Regions from separate parts of the Rattus norvegicus genome. Here region 1 is linked to region 2. A link is a contact called in public Hi-C data. All regions are on one chromosome and are shown on one strand. The core of a region is the stretch at or near the end of the contact, and the rest is flanking DNA. Distances in the headings are between cores, read along the strand shown. Region 1 has its middle 19 kb from the start of Anxa5. Region 2 overlaps Anxa5 (annexin A5).

Region 1 (5,518 bases), core at 2,160-4,659, 48 kb before region 2:
GTTCTCGGAGCTGTCAGCAGAGGTGGCTCTTGGGGCTGCTTGGGCCCATAAGTAGATGGCAGTGGTGTACTTGAGAGCAGTGTTCCCGACACCTCTCCTGAGCATGGGCCACAAGGACCCAGGTAATCACCTTCATGGTGTGTCTGGCGTTCCGGAGGGCCCTGATAGAGAAGTCGTAGCAAGCCGTCCTATTGGGACTATAATCCTTTTCTTTCCTTCACTTCATTTCTTTACTTTTGGTTTTTTGAGACTTGGTTTCTCTGTGTAGTCCTGGCTGTCCTGGAACTCACCCTGTAGACCAACCGGGCCTCAAACTCACGAGATTTCCCTGCTTCAGCCTCCAGAGTGCTGAGATTAAAGGCGTGCGCCGCTGCCGCCCGGCTCCTTTCTATCTTTCTTAAAACACCTACTTTAACAAGCTGTTTTTGACTTTCATTTGGAAAGTTTAAAAAGAAAAAAAAAAAAGCCAGAAGCTGCCTGAGCCCACAGCCTGGCACAGCACCAGAGAAGCGAATGCGTGAACATGCTGACTCAGCGCCTGGAATCGCTTGGGCTTTGCACGCACAGCTGGTGAAAAAAATAACCAGTCAGTAAAAATAATCTAGGTGAATCTTTGCTTCTTTGTTTTAGACAGGGTCTTACGTAGCCCAAGCTGCTTTAAGTTCCTTTGTAGTCAAAGAGACCCTGAACTTCCGGTTCTCCTGCCTCCACCTCCCTGGGGTTGGGATTGCAGGCACGAGCCGCCATGTCCAAGAATATGCTTGCCTCTGTTCCTTAAAGAGGACTTGAAAAGAGGGAAGAGACAGTAAGACTTTTAAAATGTAAATATTTTCAGAAGACGGAAAGGTTAAAATATTTTGCTGTAAGTCATTTCAAGCAGAAGTGTGAAAATCACTCTTTAAAAATGCACCGGAAACAGGCGGTAGATATATGCAGGCCAGGCTTCTCTCAGAATGCGTTGGAGCATCTGTAACGAAGTATATGTGATTTGGTTCATTTCAAACAAAGCTTAAAGTAGGGGCAACACAAAGTAAAATGTAAGTAAAGGAATAGGTTGAAGTAGCAAACAAGTCCTTTTTTCTGGGAAGGAATGGTGGTTTCAAATCAAACACTTCTTACACGAAGGCTGCCGAGAATTTTGTACTCATGAGCACATGAACTTTGTCTTCTTTGTATGTGTGTTTAGTGTGCATACAGTGTGCGCATGCTTGAGTATGTGTGTGGGCGCTGATGCAGGTGTATATGCCGATTGCATGTGTGTCCCTGTGCATGTGGAGGCTGGAACTTGATGTCAGGGATCTGCCTCATCCCTTTCCATTTCAGATGGTCAGGTGTAGTCTCGCACGCGCGCACAGAGCCCCCTGATCAGCCAGTCCAGCTAACTAGGGAACTCTTTCTTCTGCCTTCTAAACTCTGGGTTACAGATGGGCCATCACGCCTACCTGACATTTGTGTAGGCTTTGGGAGTTTGATCGCCAGCCCTCATGCTCAGACGCCAAGGGTCTTACCCACGGATCTCCCCAGTCCCCTCCTCGCCCTCCCTTTTGAGACATTTTCAGTGTATCCCTAACTTGCTATGGAGATCAAGCTGGCCTTAAACTCAGAAATCCTCCTGGCTCTGCCTCTCACGTGCTGAGATTGAAGGCGTGGCTCACCACCGCCAGCTCTCTCTACTTTTAAAGTTAAAAGAAACATGGCTTTTTTCCCTTACGAATAAGCAACTTTTACTTTCTAGAATCGTTTGGTTAGACAGACATTAGAAAATTATTTGTTATTAATTTCTTCGCTCTCGACTTTTCTATCTTGATCCGGCTAGATTCCTGCTGTGACCTACAGCTACAGCTTCTGTGTGCCTTTGGAAGCTCCACTGGTCTCCACAGAGCAAAGAATCAGGGGTGTGGTAGGTTAAAAAAGGAACTTGAGTCATGACTCTATGAAACCGCTTGGGGGCGACATCTCGCCGCTGTCTCTTGCGGACCCGGGCAAAGCAGTGGGCCCCAAGTTGCAAAAGCTCATCAGAAAGTTTGAGAACCCAGTTCAGCTCTGGCCCTGCTCTTTGTCTGCATAAGGCTCTTCCGTGCTGATGAAAGCTGTGCATCCTGAGTCCTGGGTCTGAAACAGCATCCTCCACAGCAGGCTGTCTCCAAACCTGGGCTGAGGGCTATGCTATCAATTCCGTGAGCAAGGATAGCCATCAATGTTCACCCAAGACCCAGACATTCACGACGGACAGGCAGCTGGAAGTGGCTACCCACTAAGTCAAGCAGAAAGCCCCAGTATGGAAAGTGTCCTATTTAGTAGCAAAAAATAATGTCTTTCCTACTGGGATCCAGGACCCCAATAGGAAAAATTCTCTGCCAGGTCAAAACCCACCTGAAAGGCTAGGCCTGAGAAAGTCACTAAACTGTTTTAGCGGTTCTTCTTGACACCGGCTCCTTCACTGGCAGTCAAAGCTGCCAAGTAAGCCAGGGTTCCCAACATTAAGCCCCGGACCAAATGTCCTTCCTTAAACTGTACCCTCCCACCCCCGCCCCTTGACTCATTGAGAAAAAGGGAACATCTAATTCTCCGGGTGGGGTGGGGAGAGGGGAGTGTCTCTAAATGGGAGCATTTATGAAATAGAACATTTTTTTTTTATGTGAGTACACTGCAGCTGTCCTCAGACACACCAGAAGAGGGCATCAGATCCCATGACAGATGATTGTGAGCCACCATGTGGGTGCTGGGAATTGAACTCAGGACCTCTGGAAGAGCAGTCAGTGCTCTTAACTACTGAGCCATCTCTCCAGCCCGAAGTAGAACATTATAAGTTGTTTGTTTTTGCAAATTTCTTGAGGGTAGTGAATGAAAACAAGCACGCGATTCCTCCTAGGAATGGCTGAAGAGAAGGTTTTTATTGCAGATATGAGGGACAGAAGAGCCAGAGGCATCTGGAAAAGTCCAGACTGAACATGGCCGCAGAATAGGTCAGCCATGAGAGGAGAGAGGAGAGGGACAGCAAGAGAGGAAGAAGAGAAAGGGACAAGAGAGGGGACCAGGAGAGGAAGACGAACCAAGAGGCCAAGAGAACAAAGAGTAACCAAGAGTGATCAAAATGAGTGGGTTATGTAGGAACCAGAACAACAGCGATGCTCAGGGGATGGAGAGGTTTGTGGGCGGGGGGTGGTACTGAGAGAGGCTGAGAGAGCCTGGTCACTGGTATCTATCTGCCTTTGTGAGTTAAATAGGCACTTCAATTAATCATTTGTCCCTATTTCTTTGGGACCTAACAGACAGGAGTCGTCAAAGAACCGCACAGGCCTGACAGACCTCAGCAGGTCTTGTACACACAGATCGGAGACTTCCGTGAGCTGTGAGCTGACTCTCCTACACACTTCTCACAGAGTCCGCCAGGTGGCGCTGCTTTCTGCCTCCAATCCAAAGGGGGCACGTCTCCAGCCAAGAGAGGCCACAGCCATGAGTTTGCTGCACAAGGCTGAGTGATTCATATCCGACAGTTAGCAAATGTCCAATCATGATAGCTGCTGTTATCGTTACTAAATAAAGATAGCTAATAATTCATTAGCTGTTGGCCCTGGGCCACCTCCAGGGAGGAGGTACAGACCTTACAGATAGCTCAGTGACTCAGAATATTAAATTAGCCACTGGCGCAGGATTTTAAAAGTGATACCATTACTTTCCGGCACCCCTGACCTGCCTACTTTCCGGCCAACCTGATTTTGCCAATATATTGGGAAGCAAGATGGAGGTCACCACCACAGGGCTAAGGCTTCTAACTTTGGTTTGGGTCCAGGGTGAGCCGAGAGAAAGTCTCCAGACGTTGCTTGTTGTCTAATAGAAAATGCAGCTTCCCAGATACTTAGCTTTGGCATGACTGGCGTTGAGGCTGGATACTTCCTTGTTGTCTGGGGCTATGCACGCTTTAGGGATGCTGGCAGCTTCTTCTGCTTACCAGAGACCAGAGGCAACTTCCCCTCACATAACTCCGATAAAATTAAAAAAAAAAAACAACACCTGGTTATTTTCTTGTCTGTTTAATAAATGATCTGTGACTAGTGGTGGGCTGTGATATGTTGAGACCCCTTCACTTACGTTTTGTAGCTGGATGTGGTACAATGTTGACAGAAACTGCTAGGGGACATTACTGCCTTACTATTTTAGTATGACTGTACAATATCTAATAATGGTTTGACTTATAGTCTTTTTAAGAGAAACTGTATTCTGTACCTAACAGAAGTAATTCTAGTGCATCTACTGATGGAGGGAGGGAACCCTAAGAACGCCATGGTTTGGGGCATCACTGCTCCTGGTCCCTCTGTAGTGACACAGGCTGAGGAGGCCTGGGTCTATGGTGGCTTAGGAGGATGAATTGGGTGCTACTCCAAGAAACTTTTTTTTAATTAATTTATTCTCTCATATATTACATCCCATCCACAATTTTCCCTCCTTCCTCTCCTTGCAGTCCCTCGCCCCGCCACCTCCTGCCTCCTCATCCACTCCTCCTCCATTTCCTTTCAGAAATGGGCTGACCTTCCAGGGGTATCAACCAAACATGGCATATCAAGTTATAACACGATTAAGCACCTCTTCTCATAATAAGGCTGGACAAGGCAATTCAGTGGGAGCAGAAGGGTCCTAAAAGCAGGCAAAAGTATCAGGGACAGCCATGCTCCCTCTGTTAGGAGTCCCACAAAAACACCATGCTAAACAACTACAACATATATATGCAGAAACGCTAAGTAACAAGGAGGGTCCCAGAGGGGGATGCACGGATCTCCCTGGGAAGGAAAAATAGGATAGATATTGTGGTGGACTGAGGGCAGGTGGGCATGGGAACAGGAGAGAGCCTGAATGGGTCTAGCCCAGGTTCTCTAGGGAACATTTGAGGACAATCCTGTGGTTCGTTTGTTCTGTTACAACTTGAGACACAGTCATGGGCATCTGTGGCCAGCAACTCACCTATGTAATCCTTGGCAACTTCACCTCTGTCTCATTTTCTTCATCTTCAAGAATTAGAATAATAAGAACAACTTCTCTGTTCCACATATGAAGGTTAAATTAAGTCAAAACTCTTTTTTTCTTTCTTTTTCTTTTTTCTTTTCTTTTCTTTTCTTTTTTTTTTTTTCCTTTGGAGCTGGGGACAGAACCCAGGGCCTTGTGCTTGCTAGGTAAGCACTCTACCACTGAGCTAAATTCCCAACCCGCAAAACTCTTAAAATAGGAAATCACACACAATGTGTGCTTCATCCCTGGCTAACAGAGCCCTGGAGTATCATTCTCTTGTCTGTGTGCCACATGACATAGATCTGGCGGAGTTCTCTTCTCTCGGGAGCTCTGTTTCCATAGGACCCTGGTCTCGGGAAGCAGTTCTTCCAGCAGTGTGAGCGACGTCTTGGTGCTGCCTAGCAGTAACAGCCACAGCAACACCAACAGCCACGGCGAGTGCACACTGAGCATTAAACACACTCAACAACCCTGGGAAGGGGGCTCTATCGCTAACTTCCTGGATTGAGATGAA
Region 2 (5,554 bases), core at 702-3,201:
TATGGGAAGGTGGTTTTTCTTTTCAGGTCAAATAAGCGCTCAGCATGACTGGAGAAGTGGATTTGCAAGTGGTGTGGATTTTGTGTGCTTTCCAGATCCCGCAGGCCCAGCCTGGGCTCACACGGTCTGAAGGCAGCCTCTGTCTCCTCTGAGCATTTGTGCTGGAGCCAACTTAGTTTAGTAGCCTTTCATCCGAAGACACGTCCAGTGAGGTAGAAACTTGGCTCTTTCATGAGGAAGACACACAAGAAGGTCACAGTTATTATGCGCACTTAATTAAAACTCCAGATCATTTAACCTGAAAACAGCCACCTTCTATCATGTCAAACACATGCTTGTTTGTTTTTTCTCTAGCCAGAGGATAGTTTCTCAGTCTGCCTGAGAAGCTGCTTTTCTTAATCTTTGAAAAGGAAGACTTGAGAGGTATCAGAGCTGAAGGATTCTCATTTTCGTGGCCTGCAGAGTTTTTGTGTCCTTTGCTGAGGGACTCCTATCTGCACGCCCTTAACCCATGTCAGCTGTGGCGTGGAGAGGGTGAGCGGCCTGGCCCAGTGTCTGAACTGCAATGGATACATCCAGGCTGCTTTTGTGAATTGTGAGTTTTAGTTCGGAGAATTCAGAGAGAATTCAGAAAGTCAGTCCGGGCGTTTGCAGAGATTAGAGTAGTATTCTTGTATCATTTGATCGGATGTCTCGGAACAGAAACTTCTAAGCTACTTATATAACTTATCAGTGATGAGGGACGTGGCATTATAACCACCCAGGTGCCAACAAAGACCGCAGAGAACAAAGGGGCACAGAGAAGAGCCTCTTTTCCGGTGCCTTTCTGGACCTGCACAGAGGAGAGCCAAGCTAGAGAGTCAGAAGACAGCCAAGGAGTCAGAAGGCCCTGAGGAGTTGGAAGGCCCTGAGGAGTCAGAAGGCTCTGAGGAGTCGGAAGGCAGCAGAGGAGGAACTAGAGCAGCTTGCAGATGCCCCTCTGCAGGGCACCTCACTTTTACACTTAGAAACAGAGCTAAGAACAGGGGACCGTGTTTGCACTTTGATCACGTCGCTCTTCATGTCTGAATAGCTTTTGACAGTTGTATTCTGTGTTTTTGTAGTGAAGTCTATTCGGAGCATACCTGCCTACCTTGCAGAGACCCTCTACTATGCTATGAAGGTGAGTAGGTAGCCTGCATCTAGTAAATGCAGCCTTCTCTAGTTCTGATTATGCTTCAGATAAGCCTGGGGATGCACGTCTCCTTCAGACATGTAGCCTGTTTCTCCTATACTACGAGACTTTAATGGTTTACCTCAAACCAGGGGCATTTAATGCTGTGCGTGAAGACTTAACACCTGTGCTCTTTTCTCCTTTAAAGGGTGCTGGGACGGACGATCACACCCTCATCAGAGTCATAGTGTCGAGGAGTGAGATTGATCTGTTTAACATCAGGAAGGAGTTTAGGAAGAACTTCGCCACGTCCCTGTACTCTATGATCAAGGTAGAACTCTGGCTTACGTTAGAAACGCACTTACATCAGTCCGTGCACTTAAGACAGTTTCACACACAAGCGTTATGAGGGAAGTCTGAGGAAAGAAAGCATGTGCTAGGCCTGCCTCTGAAGCAAAGCCACGGCATGGGAGGCATGCCCTTGTTAGCCCGAGAGAAACTGGGCATCTGTTTGGAAAGCGTGATGATTTAACATACTTGGAAAGGTTTCCTTGCCCTCCCCACTTCTCGAAGGAAGAACATACTCCACTCCATTAAGAGAACAGCCCTTGAGGGGTAAAATTAGAAAGTTCAACTGGGCGGCATTGGAATTTCCCCATGTGACATTCCTGTCGTGAGAGTCATGCAGAGAAGTTGCCCAGTCGGGAGGAAAGTCACAGGAACACTAGTCACGCTCAGCTCTTTCCTGAGCTGTGGCTTTTGTGAGTCATGGAGTTGACAGAGCATGTTTGGGTTCCAGGGCGACACATCTGGAGACTATAAGAAGGCCCTGCTGCTCCTCTGTGGAGGCGAGGATGACTGAGGAGCTGCCTGGAGTGCCCTGGGCCCGCCTGCTGCCCACCATCAGCTTCCTTCAGCACCACGCCTACTTACGTTCAATGCCTGCCTGCCTGCCACGCTGCCTTACTCACACGAGTGTGTGCTAATGACCAAAGCTGTCTCGAATGAAAGCAGTGTTCTGCTGTTCTGTCTGACATAGACCTTCCCACGTCTCTCAGTCTAGTATCTCTAAGTTGCGTTTTCTATCCTCTTCTAAAGCTTCATTTATATTAAGTTAATAACCATATTACCTTGAACGGAACCTTAGCCATGAAATTGTGAACTCTTGGAAGTGCTGTCAATCAAGCTTAGTGCTCTAGCTGACCTGAAAAATTAAGATGGTCGTAATATCAGAAACGTTGCCGACAAATAAACATTCTCGTCCCTCCAAATCCTGTGTAGGCTCGTGTTTAGAACGCTTATTTAACAATGGTCCCCCTTTGAAAGCAGGCACTTGACCGTAGTATTAGTAAAAGCTAAAAGTATAGTTGGTCTTGGAGTACTAAAAAATGCAGCGCCAGGGACCAAATTTCCTAACACAGAGAGATGAAGGACGGTGAAAGGGTGAGGGAGTGGGGTGTGTGTGCGTGTGTGTGTGTGTGTGTGTGTGTGTGTGCGCACGCGCGTGTGTGCATGTGAGTGTGTGTGTGTGTGTGTGTGTGTGTGTGTGTGTGTGTGTGTGTACGTTTCCTGGCGGGATGAAAGGGGGAGGGTCTCCTGGGAGAGAGGTTTATTTCCTCATCAGATAAGGCAATACTGTGGAGCTTCTAGCAGAAAAAGTAATTTTGCACAACATAAAATTTCAGAGTGTTCGCTTTGGCTTGTAACACTTCTTAGGGTTTTACTGCTGTGAACAGACACCATGACCAAGGCAAGTATTATAAAAGACAACATTTACTTGGGGCTGGCTTACAGGCTCAGAGGTTCAGTCCATTATCATGAAGGAGGAGCATGGCAGCATCCAGGCAGGGATGGTGCGGGAGGAGCTGAGAGCTCTACATCTTCATCTGAAGGCTGCTAGTAGGACACTCCCAGACAGTTAGGACAAGAGTAATAAAGCCCACACCCACAGTGACACATCTACTCCAACAAGGCCACACCTCCCAACAGTGCCCCTCCCTGAGCCAAGCATATGCAAACCATCACATCTCTTTGCCTTCTCCCGTTTGAGACAATCGCAGAAGTTTGTTCTGGTTCTTCCTCTCAGCCCCATATTCCCAGAAATAAGACCCAGACTCAAAATATATTTATAAATACCTTGGCCAGATAGCTAGGCTCTTGTCTGACTAGCTCACAACTTCAAATAGCTAATGTATTCTAACCTATGTCCTGCCACGTGGCCCTGTGCTCAGGCACCATGTGTCTGTCTCGCCACAGATAACACAGTATTTTTTAGAAAGCCATTTCTTCAGCCTTGCCTTCCTGTTTCCTGCCTTTGAGCGCCTCAGAGTGGAGTTACTTTGCTATTGTACGTACGCTATATACTTATGGTTACTTTTTCCCTAACTAAAATGTTAATTTCCCTTTTAAATACTAACAGCGACCTTCTCACAGCCCTCACTGCTCTACAAAATAACCAAGGAAAGTGTAAAAGTCAAGTGTGTGATAATGTGAAGTTGGACCCCCCCACACACACACACACACTCCCGCCCACGCTCCGCAGGCGCGGAGCCTCAGTCTATCATGTAAACTGTGCACCAAAAGCTTGCTGGTTCGAGAGCTCTGAGCTTGCTGTGGTGGCTCACACCTGTGATCCCAACACGGAGGAGGCCGAGGCAAGAGGACTGCTGGGAGTTCCAGGCCAGCCTGGGCTACAATAGGAAACTATATCAGAAAGAGAAAAGGGCTTTACCATGCGCTGCACTTTTCCGGTTTGTACCCCTGCCGGATCTTGCTGTGAAACTGTTGTGAAAACACTAGTTCTTTTCAGAACTCACGTTTAAAGAGACTCATTAGTTAATCTAAATGAGAACAGTAAGGTATAGAGTTCTTGGAGGGACAGGCTTATACCACATAGCCTAATCTAACATTCATCTCCAGACACCATTCTCTGTCTGTATGTCTCTTTCTCCTTCCCTTCCTTCCTTCCTTCCTTCCTTCCTTCCTTCCTTCCTTCCTTCCTTCCTTCCTTCCCTCCCTCCCTCTCTCCCTCCCTCCCTCCCTCATTCATTCTTCCTTCCTATTTGGGGAGGGGGTGGTTGTTCTGGAAGCTGGCCCTAGCAGATCGTGAGCAAGTGTTCTACCATGGAGCTACACCCAAGCCCGAGTTGTTAAAACTCCGCAGGACTCGTGCCTTTCTAGACTGGTGAGTAGAAAGCAAGCTGGGATATTGAAACCAACACAGATGGACGGACACTTATGTTCTTTCCAACCTTCGATTAAAATGGTCTCGTGATTAAGAGCCTTTGTTTTTCATAAATTGGCTGTATGAAATTCAGTTCCTTTTACAATTAACTTACGTGAAGATAACCAGCCCATCATTGAGGAGAAAGATAAGATTAGTTCTGAGCTTCCTCTCTCCAGTTGAATCTCAAAACCATAAACTTAGTCACTGAATCATAATGAAGACATTTCCTCATGTTACCTGTTAAGAGTCTCTGGAGGTAGGTGCCAGGATGGGGTTAGGGATGCAGAGGGCTTAAGGGAAGAAGGCAGGAAGCAGAGCTGATCAGCTGTCAGACCACTTTTTAGACCTCACAAGTGTCTGCTGAGGGGGGTGTTCAGCTAGGGGCACATTCCTCGTGAGAGAGGTCTGTGGTAGAAGTGGCTGGCTGATCTGTACCTTCCTGCCCAGGTACTGGCCAGGGGTCTGCTGCTGAGAAATGGCTCTACCCGGAAGCTGAGGATGCTGATGGAGACACTGGAATTAGCAGCTTCCTCAGAGTTGTAGGCCTGGAACTTTCCCAAACAAACAGCCCCTGTTAGGTCATTCCTGTTTCTGCGGCAATAACCCTGAAGTGGAAGGCCAGTCTGTCGATCACCCCAAATCCAGACCCTGTAAAAGAAAGATGGTTACTTTTAGTTACCTAAAACCAAACATTTCTGTAAGATCCAAGAGAAAAGGGTGTGGTGATTTGACACATTTGAATGCTTATTTCCAGCTGCTAAACTGTTCAGGAAGGATGCGGAGGTGTGGCCTTGTTGGAGAAGGTTTGTCACTAGGGGTGGGCTTTGAGGTTTCAAAAGCCCATGCTGGGCCCACGTCTGCCTCAGGCATGTGGGGGAGATGTAAGCTCTCTGCCACTACTCCAGTGCTGTGCCCGCCTGCCCACTGCCATGCTCTCAGCCACAGTGGTCGTGGATACACCCTCTGACATTGTAAGCAAGACCCTGATTGCCTTGGTCATGGTGTCTCTTCGCAGCAATAGGAAAAAAAGACAAAGTATGAGGAGGGAAGGAGGGCGCAGAAGATGGAGGAACGGTAAACACCATCATGAGTACAAAAATATGTAAAAGCTGAGAAAAATGAGAAATGCTTAGTTTATACAACATAGAATTTACTGTACAAATGGTGCCTCAGAA

The links. A called contact is a pair of places that touch in the nucleus more often than the background predicts.
Region 1: a contact with region 2 is called in a Hi-C map of the A7r5 cell line, with 5 times the contacts expected there. The contact joins two enhancer-like sites. A contact is called at or near these places in 9 of 12 Hi-C or Micro-C datasets (the A7r5 cell line, the Rat2 cell line, frontal cortex and 4 more).

What each region holds. Positions count from the first base shown.
Region 1 is chr2:121,288,897-121,294,414 of GRCr8, reverse strand. No RefSeq gene overlaps it. Among named protein-coding and RNA genes, the nearest start is that of Anxa5, 19 kb to the right of the region's middle. Within about 2 kb of position 3,409, at least 10 of the 93 cell types and tissues checked have an H3K27ac peak or open chromatin away from gene starts, as enhancers often do. A contact at or near this core is called in the A7r5 cell line, where this site is marked.
Region 2 is chr2:121,239,003-121,244,556 of GRCr8, reverse strand. It overlaps Anxa5 (annexin A5), which reads left to right. Exons shown (of 13, transcript NM_013132.2): 11 at 1,104-1,162; 12 at 1,362-1,484; 13 at 1,953-2,406. The coding sequence ends at 2,015. Among named protein-coding and RNA genes, the nearest start is that of Anxa5, 31 kb to the left of the region's middle. Within about 2 kb of position 1,951, at least 22 of the 93 cell types and tissues checked have an H3K27ac peak or open chromatin away from gene starts, as enhancers often do. A contact at or near this core is called in the A7r5 cell line, where this site is marked.